2 separate regions of the Sus scrofa genome follow, and region 2 is linked to region 1. Evidence: chromatin contacts called from public HiChIP or PLAC-seq data. All regions are on one chromosome and are shown on one strand. Each heading gives the region's core, a stretch centred on a gene start, on an enhancer-like site or on the middle of the called end of the contact. The rest is flanking DNA. Distances are from core to core; before and after follow the strand shown. Region 1 overlaps RALGPS1 (ras-specific guanine nucleotide-releasing factor RalGPS1). Region 2 overlaps RALGPS1 (ras-specific guanine nucleotide-releasing factor RalGPS1).

Region 1 (7,626 bases), core at 1,700-4,199:
AGGTGATTCTGATGCAGAGTGAGGGTTGAGGCTGGGTTGCTTCCAGGTACCTAGAGAAACCCGAGACTTTTAGGTCTTAGATCTATGATATGCTAGCTAAAAGCAGAAGAGTTTGTTCCTGATGGTCATTGTCAAAACTGTGGTTAAAAGAAGCACGCTGGGAGCTCTCCCAGCTTTCTTGCTATTGTTATTGTCGTTAGACTGAACACTGGAATTTTTCCCCTCGGTGATGCCTGCCACATTATGGCTGGACCACCCCAGAGCTGGAAGCACATGAGCACGGGATACTTGTAAGTTTGATGTAGTCGAGACTTTCCAGGAAGCAGAGGCCAGCATCTGAGAGCAAGACGGGCACAGCGAGTGGTCTGGACGCCCAGAAGATCAGGAAACCTGTGGGCTGGTGCTTTTCAGTCCTGGCTATGTGCCAGAGTCAGTGGAGGAGCTCCATAAAAATCCAGTTACCTAGGCTTTATCCTTGGAGATTCGGATTCCACAGGGATAGCGTGGGCCTGGGGGTCTGTTTCAGTCCATTACAGTCGCTATTCTTTTCTTTTTTTTCTTGTCTTTTTTGCCATTTCTTGGGCCAGTCCCGCAGCACATGGAGGTTCCCGGGCTAGGGATCTAATCGGAGCCATAGCCACCGGCCTACGCCAGAGCCACAGCAACACGGGGTCCAAGATGCGTCGGCAACCTACACCACAGCTCACAGCAACACCGGATCCTCAACCCACTGAGCAAGGCCAGGGATCGAACCTGCAACCTCATGGTTCCTAGTCAGATTCGCTAACCACTGAGCCATGACAGGAACTCCAGTTGCTATTCTTTTTGATGCATAAAATTATCCTGTTTTTAAACAATGGGATTCCTTTCATATCCTCTCCTATAGCCTTTGAACATGATCCCATTATTTTTTGATAACTTCCTTTCTTTTTGATACAGCAAGATATACCAATTTCCTGCTGAAGACCTGGAATCGGGCATTCCTTCAGAGGTCCTGGTTTCTTTTAGTGGAGAATGATACTGAGAAACCACAGTCTGCATGAGAAGATGTTCACTGCGCCCGGATTGCTCTTGCTGTTAGGCCTTTTTGGTGGCCAGGGCTAGGGAATACTTAATTTTCAAAAGGAAAAGTCATGAGTTCATGATGGAGTAGGTGGTGGTGTTTCTTCCCCAGTTCTTCCTTCGCCTTCATCCTTGTCATGTCTCCCCTGTGGGTGGGGGGAAGTGCATGGACTTTGGGCTCGGTTCTGTGACCTGGGCACCCATGATGCTGCCAAGGGACTGAGCTGGTGAGGGGCGCGAAGCTCCCCCCAGCCCTCTTGGCACTCGTGCCCCTCCACGAGGGACCCGTAGCTCCTGCACATTTAGTCTGACTCCCCAAGTGAGGACGTTAAAGACGACCTGACCCCAACCCAGAGCCTGAATTCCAGCTTAGCTTGACTCCACCCAGGTGACCCCAGCAGAGATCGGCTGAACTGCAGTCCCTCGACTGACCTATGAACTAAATGTTGTTGCTGTGAGCCTGAGGTTTCAGGGATGTTTGTGATAGCACATGATCAGCTGGAAACACGACCAAAGCAGTGTTGATCTTTCCTGTTCAGATCTGGCATCCAGGATTGTTAACTTAACTCCCTTGGTTTTTGCGTGTTCTCTTTTACACTGACACTTTTGGTTCCTGGCAACAATGAATAATTACCTTTTTGTATTATCTCATCATATGTATAAAGGAGTTTTAAAATGATAACATCAGTAGTACAGTGAACCAGCAGGTGACGTGTTAAAGTTGAACACTTCTCGGCACTTCTGTTTGTCTTTAGTCCCTTTTCTTCCTCTCTTCTCTCCCTCCTACCCCTCCCGCACCCAGATGGGCCTCCCTCCCTGGCTTCCCCCCATCGTCCTTGGCAGCACCTGGGCAGAGGCGGTTCGGTTCACTGGGTTCTGGAGGGCTGCATCCTGGTGGAATCCCAGTGCCTGGAACGTGCTAGATGCACAGTGGATGTTTGAATGGGTGGAGTGGGAGGGAGTGAGAGGAGAAGTGCTGTAGCAGAGCGTCCTCTGGCCACGTTCAGACACACAGCCAAGGAGGGGGAACGTGATTGCTGGGGTGCCTGCTTTGCGGTATAACCACTTCCCCCAGAGCAAGGCTTTTGCCTGGTGAGCTCAGTCTTTGAAGATTCAGATTTCCAAACGCTGTTGATAACCGAGGGTAGAATGTGGCTTCAGCGAGTTTCTGCAGGGGGGACCGCAAGAGCATTGGCCCAAGACTTAGAGGAAGCCAGGCAGACAGTGAGTTCAGGATTGGCAGAGAGCAAGGAAAATGGAAGTTTGCAAACATGGAACCGTCATGGCCCTGTTCCCTGGTGACTCCAACAAGTGACCAATTTTATCAAAAGTTGGCCCGTTACGACAGATACAACGTCGTAGCGTAATAGCTCACAGCTGTGTTTGACGTACCCGCTGTGGCCTAGAACCCCATCACCACCGCGGGGGATTGGGTTGCAGGCCTGGGGGGAGTCCTGGCTGCCAGGGCTCGGGGAGAGGGCTGTGTTGCGGAGGAGGCCTTTCCGAGGGGTCCTGGTGGCAGCAGCCTGTAAGAGGGTACATCTTCAGGGTGGCATTTTGTCCCCCCGAGCCTTCCCTACAATCTGCATGTCACCCTGCCCACCCCCCGGGGCTGTGGAATGGAAGGCCCAGCAGTTTCTCAGAGCCCGGTTGGAATGTCAGAGCTGTTTTTGTCATTAGTTTTAATGTGGAGCAGCATCGCGGGGGAACTGCTGTTCTTAGAATGTGCTGAAAACGCGCACGCTCTGTGCTTTCCTCAGCCCGGTTCTATCCAAGCCCGGCTGCCGGGCCCACCGAGCACGGACTCAGTCTGGCAAGGCTGGGAAGGAGTCCCAGCTTCACCCTTCCTGGCTTGGACTTTGGACAAATTACTCATTCTCTTTACGCTTCAATGTTCGCGTGTGTAAAAGGAGGGAAACCATGGTTTTTACCCAACAGTGGGTGTGTGAGACCCCCGCACAGTGCCTGCGTGTGGCAAGTTCCCGGGAGCATGTGGCTGCGATTTCTCACCCGTACCTGGTTTGAGCAGGTCCTGTGCGTTGCTCACATGAGCACCATGCTCCAGAGAACACGCAGTGATGCCTGCGAGGGAGCAGAGGCCCGGAGGAGTAGCGGGTTGGCTAAGAGCACTGTGCTTGGCACCCTTCCGACCTGAGTCACATCTGGTCCCCGGGATGGGGGAGACTGAGGTCTAGGTTACACCATGGCGCCCTCGAGTGCAGGCGGGGGTAGACTCGCTCTGCCCTTGGAGTTGGGACTCTGGCGCTGAGCCTTGAAGGCCGTAAGGGATTGTATCTGATATGCGACTTGGGAAACAGAATGGGAATGGGGACGGGCATGTCAGGCAGAGTGCATGACTCACCGAAGAGGCGGATAATGTATTTTGTCAAGTTTAACGTGACCTGTGGTTGTGGCATCTGGGGAGAAGAGAAGTCGAGCCTGCTGTTCTCCTGGGTCTGTGCTCCTCAGGGCATCGTTGCTGGGGATGTGGGTATGCCAAGGCTCACCAGAGGCCAGTGGGTCATTCTCTTGCCAACTGGCAGCCGAGGGTGAGCAGGGTCACAGAGGCATGTGGATGGGTGTCCAGCAGGCCCAAGTGTGATGGACATAAACTGCAGTGGTACTGCATTCAGGAGGTGGAAAGATTCTCCACGTGCCTGTGTTTTTTCCATCTTCTTGCTGCCTCTGCCGACACTGCCGCAGCCCGGCTGCCAGATAGCCCGGTAGTGAGACTGACCTTCGCTCATTCGCTCATTCATCAGTCTGTGGTGCTGCCTGTTGCGGAGACAGGGGCGGGGGTGGGGGACGTGGACACAATTCCGAGAGAGCGACAGGCAGACTTGTAAACACACAGTGGACCAGAGTATCTGGGGCATCAAGGAGAAGGTGGTGGGTGGGGTGGGCAGGAGGCAGAGCTCTAGCTTGTTAGCCTTGGGGATTCACGGAGAGGTTGCAAAAGGGGAGTGTCCTGGATGGATTTGTACTTTAGAATGTTGGTTTGAATTGCCAATTGCAGGCAGCAGACTGGCTGGGGGGTGCGCAGCAGCCTGTGGGAGGCAAGGGCGGTGGCAATGGAGAGAAGGGGCCCGGCCTTAGACCCGTCAGGGGGCTGCCATGAGAGCTGAACCAAGAAGACCCAGGAGAAGAGGGGTGCGCTGTGCCATTGGGGAGCAGAAGGAAGAGCAGGTAGCAGGGAAGGAGGCAGAGGCAGTGGCCCTGGATGCAGGAGGCCCAGGCAGCCCGGTGTCCTGGAAGTCAGGCCGCGTGGTCGGCAGCGTTTCGTCCAGGGGAGGGAGGCCAGGAGGTCATGTGGGCGAAGGATTTCCTAGTTCAGGGTCAGAGGCGGGGTCGCTCTAGCAACCACGCTTTCGAGGGCGAGGGCTATGCCTTTGGGTAGCTGTGGTGGGGGGGGCATGGAAGCCTTTCTGGGGGGAGGCTGAGGTGTGACCCAGTTTACCGACGTGCCCGGAGATGACGGCAGGAGAGTGGGAGGAGACTGTGAGCTAGAGTGGAACGTGAGAGAGCATCCTGGGGTCGGGAGCTGATGGCAATGTGGGGGGGACATGGAAGTGTCCAGAAATGGCTTGGGGCTCCCCAGAAGACAGTTGCGGGCCTAGACTGAGAGCATTATGAGGGAAGGGACCAGAGTGTCACCAGCATCTGCCACCTGGGTTCAAGGCACAGGCCTGGTGCTGAGTGTCAGTGGAAGGCAGGCCAGGGGTGTTGGGTGGGCACACGTCCTCTGTCCCGACCCCTTCCTCACTGGGGCTCTGGAGGGAACCCGGGATTTAAAGGGAAAAGAATGAGGAGGTGGGAGGTGCGTTAACAAATGTTGTGGGACAATGGAGGCCATATCCAGTTAGAACTCTTTTTTTTTTTTCTTTTTCCTTTTTATTGTTGCACATGTGGCATACAGAAGTTCCCAGGCCAGGGGTCGAATCAGGGCCACAGCTGATTCGGCACATCCACAGCAACACCAGATCCAAGCTGCATCTTCGGCAACACCAGACCCTTAACCCACTGAGCGAGGTCAGGGATCAAACCTGCCTCCTCATAGGGACAATGTCTGGTCCCTAACCCTCTGAGCCACAACGGGAACTCCCCAGATAGAACTCTTGTCCCTGAGCAGAGGTAGCGGGGGGCACTCACTCTAGGGAGACTGGGTTTCATCCTTCCCTGAATCAGGGCTTGAGACCTTGGGCTATGGCTGGACTAGCCTCTGCTGGTCTGCAGAGAACTGACCTGCAGGAGTGGAAGACTCCCCGCTGACATACAGTTTCCTCTGGGCAGGCACATGACACGTTGCAGTTCAGGAAAACACTACTTGTGGGTTCAGGAACCTGACCCTCTGGCCTTTTGTCTGGATGCCGTTCGCTTGCTCTGAAGAAGCGGGCATTCCAGAAAGCAGAGGTCAGTGTTGGAAGTCGGACAAACCCTGTGTGTCTTCGCTGCTCCTTGGAATCACAGCGTTTGGCTTCGGGAGGAGGGAAGAGTGTTGCCAGCAAGGCAGTTATTTGTAAAGAGGAGACTGGTTTCGCTGACATCATTAAAACCCCTCTTTCAGGTCACATGCTGTTTTCTCAGACCGTTTCCCGCCCCTGCCCCAGCCCAGCCCAAGTCACTGCCGCCTCCTCTGATCCCATCTCCCCACATCCAATCCTGCCCCCAACCTCCTCTCTGCCTTGGGAGATGTCTTTCTAAAGCTAAAGCCTGACTGCGTTTCGTCCTGCTCCTAGGAGGTAGACTTGTCTCCTCTCCCAGGCAGCCAAGGTTCCAAGGGATGGGCCAGCAGCAGACCTCCATTGTGTGCAAATGTCATGGCTGAAAAGGCAATAATTAGTGTTTCCAATCTGTCTCCCACCTGGATTATAAACTCTATGGCCACAGGGATCATCCAGTACAATTCACTGTGTCCTGCCATCTACCCAGTGCTTGATGTTATTTGCTGAATATATTAGGGTGTAGTAATAAAAATAATAACAGTAAGATCCCATTGCATCCTCTTGACGTAAACACTACACTGGCTCTCTCTGTAAGAAAAACAAACCTGAATCGGGTAGTGGGGGGGCGGCGGTCCAGGTGCCCTCGGAGTGGGGCCACGGCCTGGGGAGGACGGCTCTGGCACAGGGCTTTCCAGTACCTGAGCAGCTGTCTCTCTCCTTTGTCACTGCTCTGAGTTTGCATTTGTTATTTGCTTCTCGTTTCCTAGTAATTGCTCTACCCATTGCAATGATCTGGTGTCACAATCGAAACAAAGTGGAAAAGGGCTTTCCCCCAGCTCCATTCATGATGGAGACAGAGGCTGGAGTCCCTCTCTGGGCTCCCCAAAAAAGGCCTGCTTGAAGGGTGGGGAGAGCCGGCTGGGAGTCAGATCTGACCGCAGACATAGGCCAGCAGCACATTTGATCCGATGAAGCCAACACTTTGCAATTTCCAGACTCATTATTTTCTTCCTTCTTGAGTGTGGGTATGACATTTTAAATAAATTAATAACACAAAACAGAACCTTTGGTGAACAGCTGCTTTTATCCCCGGGGGCTTGGCGCCTGGTTGTGACTTTGTGAGGAAAATGGGCTTTGTTTAGACTCTTGCTGCAGGAGCAACGGCCTGATTCTGATCACAGGCAGTTTGGGGTGTTGGGAGGCTCACCCTTCGGAGGCAGGGAGATCTGCGTGTGGAACCTGGCTCTGCTGCTCTCCAGCTGCGTGCGCCTGGCAAGTTTCCGCACCTCCCGGAGCCCGTTTCCTCATCTGCAGCATGGACAGGATGCCCATCTCATGGTGTTGTGATGCTTAAAGGAGATCATATAGGCAGATAGCCTGGCACAAGGCAGAAACTCAGCAAGCTATTTCTCCCCTCGTGAGACAAGTCAGCAATGCAATAAGGAAGCTTAGAAGGGCCCTGGGCCCAGCAGAGTGTCAGCCCCTCCAAAGGAAGGACGTTTTGTCCCTGCTGTGTCCCTTACTCCAACCACGGTGGCACGTTATAGGACCGGTACTTGTCGGTACTTGTTGAATGAATGAGAGGCAGGGAGAAGAGCATTTCCTTCTGGGCTCTGGACTGAGGAGGATTAGGTATTATCTGTGTGACCAGGCTTAGGTCACTTAGTCAGTCTAAGGCTCAGTTTGCATATCTGCTAAATGGAGCTGATAATATGATACCTCCAAAAACTGGACCTGAGGACTGAGATTTTTCACCTTTCTTGAGGCATAATTGACATATAGTAAGCTATGCATGCATGAAGCCAGCAATTTGGTGAGCTTGGATGTATGTATATACCTGTGAGACCATCATCAAATCAAGAGAATAAACATATCTAGCCCTCGTCCAGAAAGTTTCTTCATGATCCTTGTAATCCCTCCCTCCTCCCCACTCCCACAGCTCTTCTTTTTTTTCTCCGTATTTTTCTTTTTTTTTAATTACTCAAATGAATTTATCACATATGTAGTTGTATAATGATCATCACAATCCAGTTTCACAGGATTTCCATCTCATAACCCAAGCACATCCCCCCACCCCCCAAACTGTCTCTTCTGGAGACCAAAAGTGTTTCAATGTCTGTGA
Region 2 (7,626 bases), core at 2,721-5,220, 130 kb after region 1:
CTTTCCCGCGGAGGCCCCGGACGTCGGGGAGCAGGGATAAGCCATCCCAGTGTTCCATATCTGGATTCCTGACCCACAGAACCCACGAGGATAAGAAAATAGTTATTTTAGGCTGAAAGTTTGGGTGGTAATTTGTTTATACTGCAGTAGCAACAGGAGCAGACCCTGAGGCCAGAGCAGTTGTGAAGAGTTCTTCTGAGGGGCTGGGGGAGCGCAGTTTGGAGGTGAGAAGGTGAGCATGGCGAGCATGGCGGAGGAGGAGGCCTTGCTGGAGGTGGAACTGCACCCCAAGGACGGTCAGGAACCACTGGAAGGTTCTGCGCAGGACAGGGTTCCACCTTGCTTTTATTTTGAAAAGGCCACACTGGTGCCCAGTGCAGCCTAGATTGACAGGCAGTGCTGCCTCGGAGGCATCAGAGCTGCTGGGAGCCGCCCTCCTGGTGAGAGAGGCAGTTGGCCATGGGAAACTGCTCCCCCACCCCGCCCCACCACGGGGCCGGGGAAATTTCCCCAACTTTCCCTCCTTCTGGGAATAGGCAGCCCAAGCCCCTTGTTACTGAAACACATCTGCTTCCACAATTCAGAGTTCCTAGGATCCCATCAAGTGGGAGAGGAGCATCAGAGTGGCCTGGCGCTGTCCGTCTTGGCTCAGCCCCTGCCCTGTTGTGGCCTTGGGCAGTCGAGCACGCTGCTGGGGAGCGTGCACTGGGGAGTCAAGTTCTGGCTCTAGCACCCAGGAGCTCTGAGCCTCGCTTTCCTTGTGTATAAAATGAAGACGCTATGAAGGATTTACCTCGTGGGGCTGATATGAAAACTAAATAAGATGTGTCACATTAAGTGTAACACACACTGGCTAGTACATGGGAAGTGCTCAGTGAAGGCTGGCTGTGGTCATTTTAATTACCTGTGAGCTCCCCGAGCCCTGGGGCGTGTGTGGCGTGAGCCGCGTAGAGCTCGCCTTTGGTCCAGCCCAGGAGAGCAGAGCGAATAAACAGATGGCTGACGGGAAGGTAAAGAGCACAGAGACTAAGGAACCTGGGCTCAAATCCCAGCTCTGCTGCTAAATTGGCTAACTTTCTCTTTTTAAAAAGATTTTATTAAAACATTTTTTTTTTTTTTTTGCAATCGTGGGCCACAGTTGTGGCATATGGAAGTTCCTAGGCTAGGGGTTGAATTGGAGCTGCAGCTGCTGGCCAGAGCAATGCCAGATCCAAGCTGTATCTGTGACCCCACGCTGAAGCTTGTGGCAGTGCAAGCTGAGCGAGGCCAGGGATCAAACCCCAATCCTTATGGATACATGTCAGGTTCTTAACCGACTATGCCATAGTGGGAACTCCCAGTCACAGTTTTTTTTGTTTTTTTTCTCTCGGAATATTGGGATGTTTGGCCGAGATAACTGAGTGTGTCGGGGGAGGGTTGGGGTGGGAGGACACCAGTAATGTGTGTTACGTGGACAGGAGTACTTGGAAGGGGGGCTCTGCTGTATCTCAAAACGTCCGTCTTATCAGCATTTCAGGCTTCCCAGATCCCAAACTGATGTTTCCTTTTCAGCACGTTTAAAACGCCTTTCCATTGTCAGCTGGCTTTCACTGTTTCTGACACACGGTTGGCTCTCTTCCTTGCTATGGTTCCTGTGTATGTGGTGTGGTTCTCCCCTCTGCCTTCTTTTAAGATTTTTCTTTAGGTTTGATTGTTAGCAATTGGACTACAATGTGACTAGGTGTAGTTTTCTTTGTGTTTATTCTGTTTGGGATTCATTCATTTTTAGATTTGTGGGTTGATGTTTTTCACTAAATCTGGGAATGTGTGGGGGAGCATCGGGGGCCATTGTCCCTTTCAGTATTTCTTCTGCACAATTCTCTCCCCCACCCCCTTCTAGAACTCCACTTACACACTTAGTGTAGTCCCACAGGTGACTGAAACTCCACTTATGTATGCATGTATGTATATATGTATATCTTTTTTAAAAAAAATCACTGTGCTTCAGTTTGGATCATTTCTCTTAGCTGGCTGCAAGTTTCTGATCCTTGATAGTATCTAACCTGCTGTTAACTTTATCCAAGTTATGTTTTATGTCAGGTGCTGTATTTTTTTTTTTTTTTTGTCTTAGAGTTGCCACTTGGTTTATTTTTATGAATCCCATCTCTCCCCTGAGATTCTCTATCCACTCATTCCTTCTCTCCGTCGTTTCCTAAAAAGAAAGCCCTGTACATATTTATAATAGCCATTTTAAAGCCCTAGTTTACTAATTCCAACATTTATTTAGGTCATTGGTGGGTCTGATTTCATTATTTCTCTTGCTCAGGAGCCACGTTTCCTTGCTTCTTCACATGCCTATAATTATTATTTTTTTTTAAATTGTACCCTAAACGCTTTGGATGATACATCAGAAAGACTCAGTATTTTATTGTCTTCCTCTCAAGAGTGTTGTGTTTTGGTCTGGCGGGCAGCTGAATTACTGGCATATTCCCTTCATCTTGTAGAGGCTTGGTTTTTAGGTTTTTGTTCAGGTAGGTTTATTTTGGTTTTGTCCATAATCCCAAGTAGAACCCTTAATCCTGGGTTTACTTGTAAGGCATGGATGGCCTTTCTGGGATTAAATTGAGAGCCTGAGATGTTTGCTAAGTCCCTTTAACTTGGCAGGACTTGAACTCCAAACTGCATCTTCCAGGCAGCTGCTGAACTTTCTGCCTCTCAGCTACTGCTTTCCTTTGGGCTCCTAAGAGTCTCTTTCTCTCCCCATATGCAATTTAGGGCTTAACTAAGGATTCATGGGGAATTTGTGTAGTAATTTGGGAGCTCCTCCTTCCTTCTTCGGCTGTCTCCTTTCTAGCATTTTCCCCTTCCATTTGCATCCTCAAGGTCCAACCTCTTTCTCTCCTTCCCAGCCGGTAGCACTGCTGCATTCTGTTTTATCATTCTGTGTATCACCATGGATAGGGAAGTACCTTGGCGATTGCCCCATCATTCAGGAATCACATCTCCTCCAGCTTCTATTGATTTGGGTTGCTGTCAAGTGCTTTCAAGCAGTTGTCTTTTGTATGTTGTCCAACTTTTATCATTATTACTAACCAGAGGGTTGTTTCAATACGATACACCCCTCCTTTTCAGGAACTGGATCTCCCCACGTCCCAGTTGAATTTATCTTCTCTCCCAAACCTTCTGTACTCCTACTTTTATTTGGTGCCCTACCATAAACCTAGCCAGCGGTTGGTCATTCTTATTTCAGCTCTCTGCCCTCCGTGTTCTTGGTCCTAGTCTGTTGGGAAATATCACCCCAATAATTCATAGGTCGGTTCAGCTCAGTGTACCCACTGGCAGATGAAAGAAACGTGTGATCCTCGCAAGTCTTGTTAGAACACCTTAAGGTAGCTACCTGGGATGTGCTGGGCATCAGGCTTAACATTTTATAGGTATCTTTTTTCCCTCTCCTCCCAGGACCCTATGAGAGAAGTATTACTATTTCATTCTACGAGCAAGAAGAGGGAGCTTATTAGCAACGTGCAGTCCCTTGCATCAGGCCACACTGCTAGGAAGTAATGGGACTGTGACAAAGATTTACATTAAAGATGGGAACTCTTGTGTGTTGTCCTGGAAACAAACTATTTCTTCGCTTCTAACTTTTTAACACTCTTTTTCTTGTTTTAAGATCTCTGAAGTCAGGATGCATCTTGAAGTTAAGAGCAAATCAGAGCTAAGTTGGCAGCACTTCTTTTTTACTAGAACGTTTAATGGTAGACCCATTCAACGGTTGATGACTTCTCGATTCGAGGAAGGGTGGCAGTTCTTAGGGGCCAAGGCTGCAGTGAGGTTGACCCACGGGTGCAAAAAGGCAGGGCCCTCCTTCTCCCGGTCAGCTGATCTTGGCAGGACCTGGGAGAGTGTCAGAGCCTCAGGAAGGCTGTGGAGCTTCCAAAAGCCTCCACCCATCCACACTTAACGAAACAGCTGCCTCCGAGCCGAGAGTGACAGCTGGTCCCCTCCTCTCCTGGAGGTGTTGTAGTCAGGTCCTATGACTCGCTGCCTCGTGCCTGGCAGGGGCCACATGTTTCCTAGTGAGAAGTTAGGAGATTTCATTTATGGGGAGATTGTAAGGCAGTGCTACTGGTTACCCCGTACTGCCCAGCGTCACAGAGGATGTCCAGGCACACGGAAAGCCCTTCGAGGACACTGTGTCTGGTAGTTCTTGCCAAACGGGTGTATCCACAGGGTGCTCGCTCAGTTGCAAAGCAGCTTGGGGGAGCCAGTTGTCAGCTTGTGTATGTCCCATTTCATCCCCAGCTTCCCAGGCTGACTGTGGGGGGACGGAGTCAGGGCAGCACCTCACCTCAAGCCTGGACACCACCTGACAGTCAAATACATTTTCAGTCAGCAGGTACTTATTAAATAAGCCCCATCTGAACACCGAGTGTGGGCTCCAGGTCAGTTTGCCCAAAGCCAATTTAACTGAGACTTTAGTTGACTGGTTTTCATTTTGTCTTCATCCCAGTATTTTAAAGAATGTTCATCGCCGCCCTCTCACGCAGCAGCTGACGTGAGGGCTCATCCCCAAGAGGGGAGACCAGGGGGCAGGGAGAAGAGAGATTTAATTTTAGTTTGCTGGCTTTCTTTGTAGCTTCATAACAAAACCTTGACAGAAAATTTCCAAAGCTGTTTAAAATCATCCCTATCCGTTTAAAAAAATTTTAGACAGCTGCTTCTGGAACATGTTGTCTGTGTCAGACAGGACCTTTGTCCCAAACGGGATGTGAGGGACTGGAGGCAGCTTTGTGGTCAGTGGGGACGGACCCCAACCCCCGTCCCGAGTGGCCCTGTGGACATTCTCGTCCTGAGGATCAGCCAAGCTGTGCTGACCTTGCTTGTCTGTCCCGGGGCCCAGAGAGGCAGCCGAGCAGATAAAAGAGGGCCTCTGGCAAGAGACTGTTAGAGGGGGCCTCCTGGCATGAGGCCCAGGTGGCATCACCAAGCAGAGGTGCTGGTACCGGCAGGGAGCTGGGCTGGTGTCATGGGCTGAGCCTGGGGCCGCCTTGGTCCGGGCTCTGTCCTGAGCATCTTACTTGAGGCCTAGAGCACAGAAACACGTGCCAGATGTCTGTCGAATGACTCCATGGGAACACTAGCCTTCTGAAGGTCTGTGGCACAGCCAGGGTTTCTTTCTCAGGGTCTCCGGGTGAGGACATCAAGGAGTGTCATTTGGGAGTCTGGCTAGCAGGAGGTGGGAGGAGGCCAAGAAGAGAAAGACAGGTGCCCTGACATGGCCAGGCTGTGTCTAAAGCGCGACAGGCTGCCCAGCCCCGCCCCAAGCTGGCTCTGGGGGTCCTGAGTAACTCCCTCCTCCTCTGATCTGGCGCCCAGGTGCCCCCGCCCCAGCCTTGCCCTCCCCCTCCACTCCGCTTTGCCCTCTGCCAGGCAGGTGCAGGAAGGAAGGCAGCACGTGATGGGCCTTCCAGCCCCGTCCTGCCAGGTGTGGGTGGGGCAGCAGAGGGATGTGGGCTGGCATTCCTGGGCAGGGGCACGATGGTGGTGGTCCCAGTATCAGCCCCTCTCCTCTGCACAGCAGGGCCGGTTCCCAGAGCGCTTCCGCTTCTGTCATCTCCCTCGAGTCTCTCAGGAAGCCTGGGCGTGGGAGGGCAGGAGTGACTCCATTTTATAGGAGGGAAAAAGGAGACTGCAAACCTTATGGTTGTTATTATCGTCATCGTTTATTAAGTGTTTACTACGTATCGGGCATCATGCCTATTCTTTCACTGGCCTTGGCCCTGCAGGTCCTCCACTGTCTCTGCGAGGGCAGCGCTGCAGCAGGCCCATGACTTGCTCCCACCCCGGGCACTTGGTCTTTGTAAGCTCCTTCCTCCATTAAAAATATTAAAAACCATCTTCTGGGACTATATCTCTGTAAAGACAAATATATTAACATTATACATTAAAGCATTTTCTGACCAAAAATTTCACTTTCCATTTTTTATTTTTATATTTTTTGCTTTTTAGGGCCACACCCACAGCACATGGAGCTTCCCAGGCGAAGGGGTCCAATTGCAGCTGGGTAGCCACCAGCCTACGCCACAGCCACAACCATGCCAGATCTGAGCCGGGTCTGTGACCTACACCACAGCTCACGGCAACACCGGATCCTTAACCCACGGAGCGGGGCCAGGGATCGAACCCTCAACCTCATGGTTCCTAGTCGGATTTTTTTCCACTGCACCGCGACAGGAACTCCTCACTTTCCACTCTTGTTTTAAAAGTAGCTAGGATATTTCTGTGAGCCCCTGCTAGTGTCGTGAGCCCCCACACCGTACCTGCTGATGACTCGGCCCCAAATGTGAGTCAATACACCTTTCTCCACAAACTCAGAACCCAAAATCACTAAAAAATACTAAAACCAAAAAACCAGCAAGCTTTTTTTTTTTTTTTAAAGAAATTTGGAACAAGTTCACGTGGCGGTAAAATCCGCCTTGAATTGACATGAGGTTCTGAGTAGCGTCTGGGCTGCTTAATGTCACCGTCCACGTGTGTGCAGGGGCCGTGCCCTGCAGGGCTGACCTCGCCTCCTCCACCCGCACCCCCACCCCGCCCCCGAGGACTGGCTGGCCTGCAGATCTGCTCTCCTCGCCTGGACTGCGAGTTCCTTGAGTCCAGGGCCATGTTGTGCTCATCTCCATGGATACAGATATTAATCACTTCCCTTTAAACCCATGATTTCCTCCTTCTCAATGAACCCACCGGGAGCTGCTGTCTACAAATTTATCTATAACTGAGATCCAAACTGATGAGCCAGTGCCTGGCGGGGGCGGGGTCTCTGGATGGGCTTTGCATGAGCAGATCCTCGGAGGGCGTTTGCACTCGGGTCCCCGGAAAAAGCCCTGAGGGATGATCGATCATGGCGAGTGGTAATGGAGACAAGACCGGCTGGGCATTTATTGGGTGCCAGGCACCGTGCTAAAGGTTAATGCGAATGATCTTATCATACTCCGTGTGGGAAGAACCTCCACCTTCCTCCTTTCAGAGCTGAGGAAAGTGAGGTTTAGACAGGTAACGCAGCTTGCCTGAGGACACACGGCTCTGTGAGGTGGTAGAGCAGAGACCGGACCCGGCACGTGGACTTCCGGGCGTGATCTCACCCCTGGTGCCACCAGGATGGTGCTTGAATCCGGCCTGGCCCCCAGGGAGCAGCCTGAGCTCAGGACACTGCGGGCTCTCAGCAGAGGCCGGAGGAGCTCTTTTTCACTACACTCGTGTTGGGATCAGGGGCTCAAGCCGTGCCGAGCTGTGAGACTCGGGGCCAGGTGATAAAGTGCCACAGAGCACAGCCAAGGGCCAGGCTGCCACTCCTGTGGGGGACATCCACTCAGCTGTTCCACACATGCCTACAGTGCCAGGCGCTGAGGACACAGCGATGAACAGAGCAGACACAGCCCTGGGCCTTTTGGAGTGTGTGTCCCTTCCAGGAGGCAGACAATGAAGGAGAATTTCTAAGACTGAAGAAACCAGTTAATGGGAAAGGGAAAGGGGGGGGTGGGCAGAGGTGGAAAGGAGGCTGGTTTAAACAGGGTGCGCAGGGAAGGCTTCTGGGAGAGAGGGTTATGTGAACAAGGCCCAAAGACTGGAAGGGGGCAGCCGTGCAAA

The links. HiChIP or PLAC-seq counts read pairs in DNA pulled down with a chosen protein or histone mark.
Region 2: an H3K27ac HiChIP or PLAC-seq map of skeletal muscle shows a contact between it and region 1. The contact joins two enhancer-like sites. A contact is called at or near these places in 2 of 47 Hi-C or Micro-C datasets (heart right ventricle and liver) and 1 of 2 datasets of contacts at active chromatin or transcription factors (skeletal muscle).

Annotation. Positions count from the first base shown.
Region 1 is chr1:267,547,787-267,555,412 of Sscrofa11.1, forward strand. All of the region lies in intron 4 of RALGPS1 (ras-specific guanine nucleotide-releasing factor RalGPS1), which reads left to right. Among named protein-coding and RNA genes, the nearest start is that of ANGPTL2, 110 kb to the right of the region's middle. Within about 2 kb of position 2,950, at least 27 of the 83 cell types and tissues checked have an H3K27ac peak or open chromatin away from gene starts, as enhancers often do. A contact at or near this core is called in skeletal muscle, where this site is marked.
Region 2 is chr1:267,675,456-267,683,081 of Sscrofa11.1, forward strand. The region is part of intron 8 of RALGPS1 (ras-specific guanine nucleotide-releasing factor RalGPS1); the gene reads left to right. Among named protein-coding and RNA genes, the nearest start is that of ANGPTL2, 19 kb to the left of the region's middle. Within about 2 kb of position 3,971, at least 3 of the 83 cell types and tissues checked have an H3K27ac peak or open chromatin away from gene starts, as enhancers often do. A contact at or near this core is called in skeletal muscle, where this site is marked.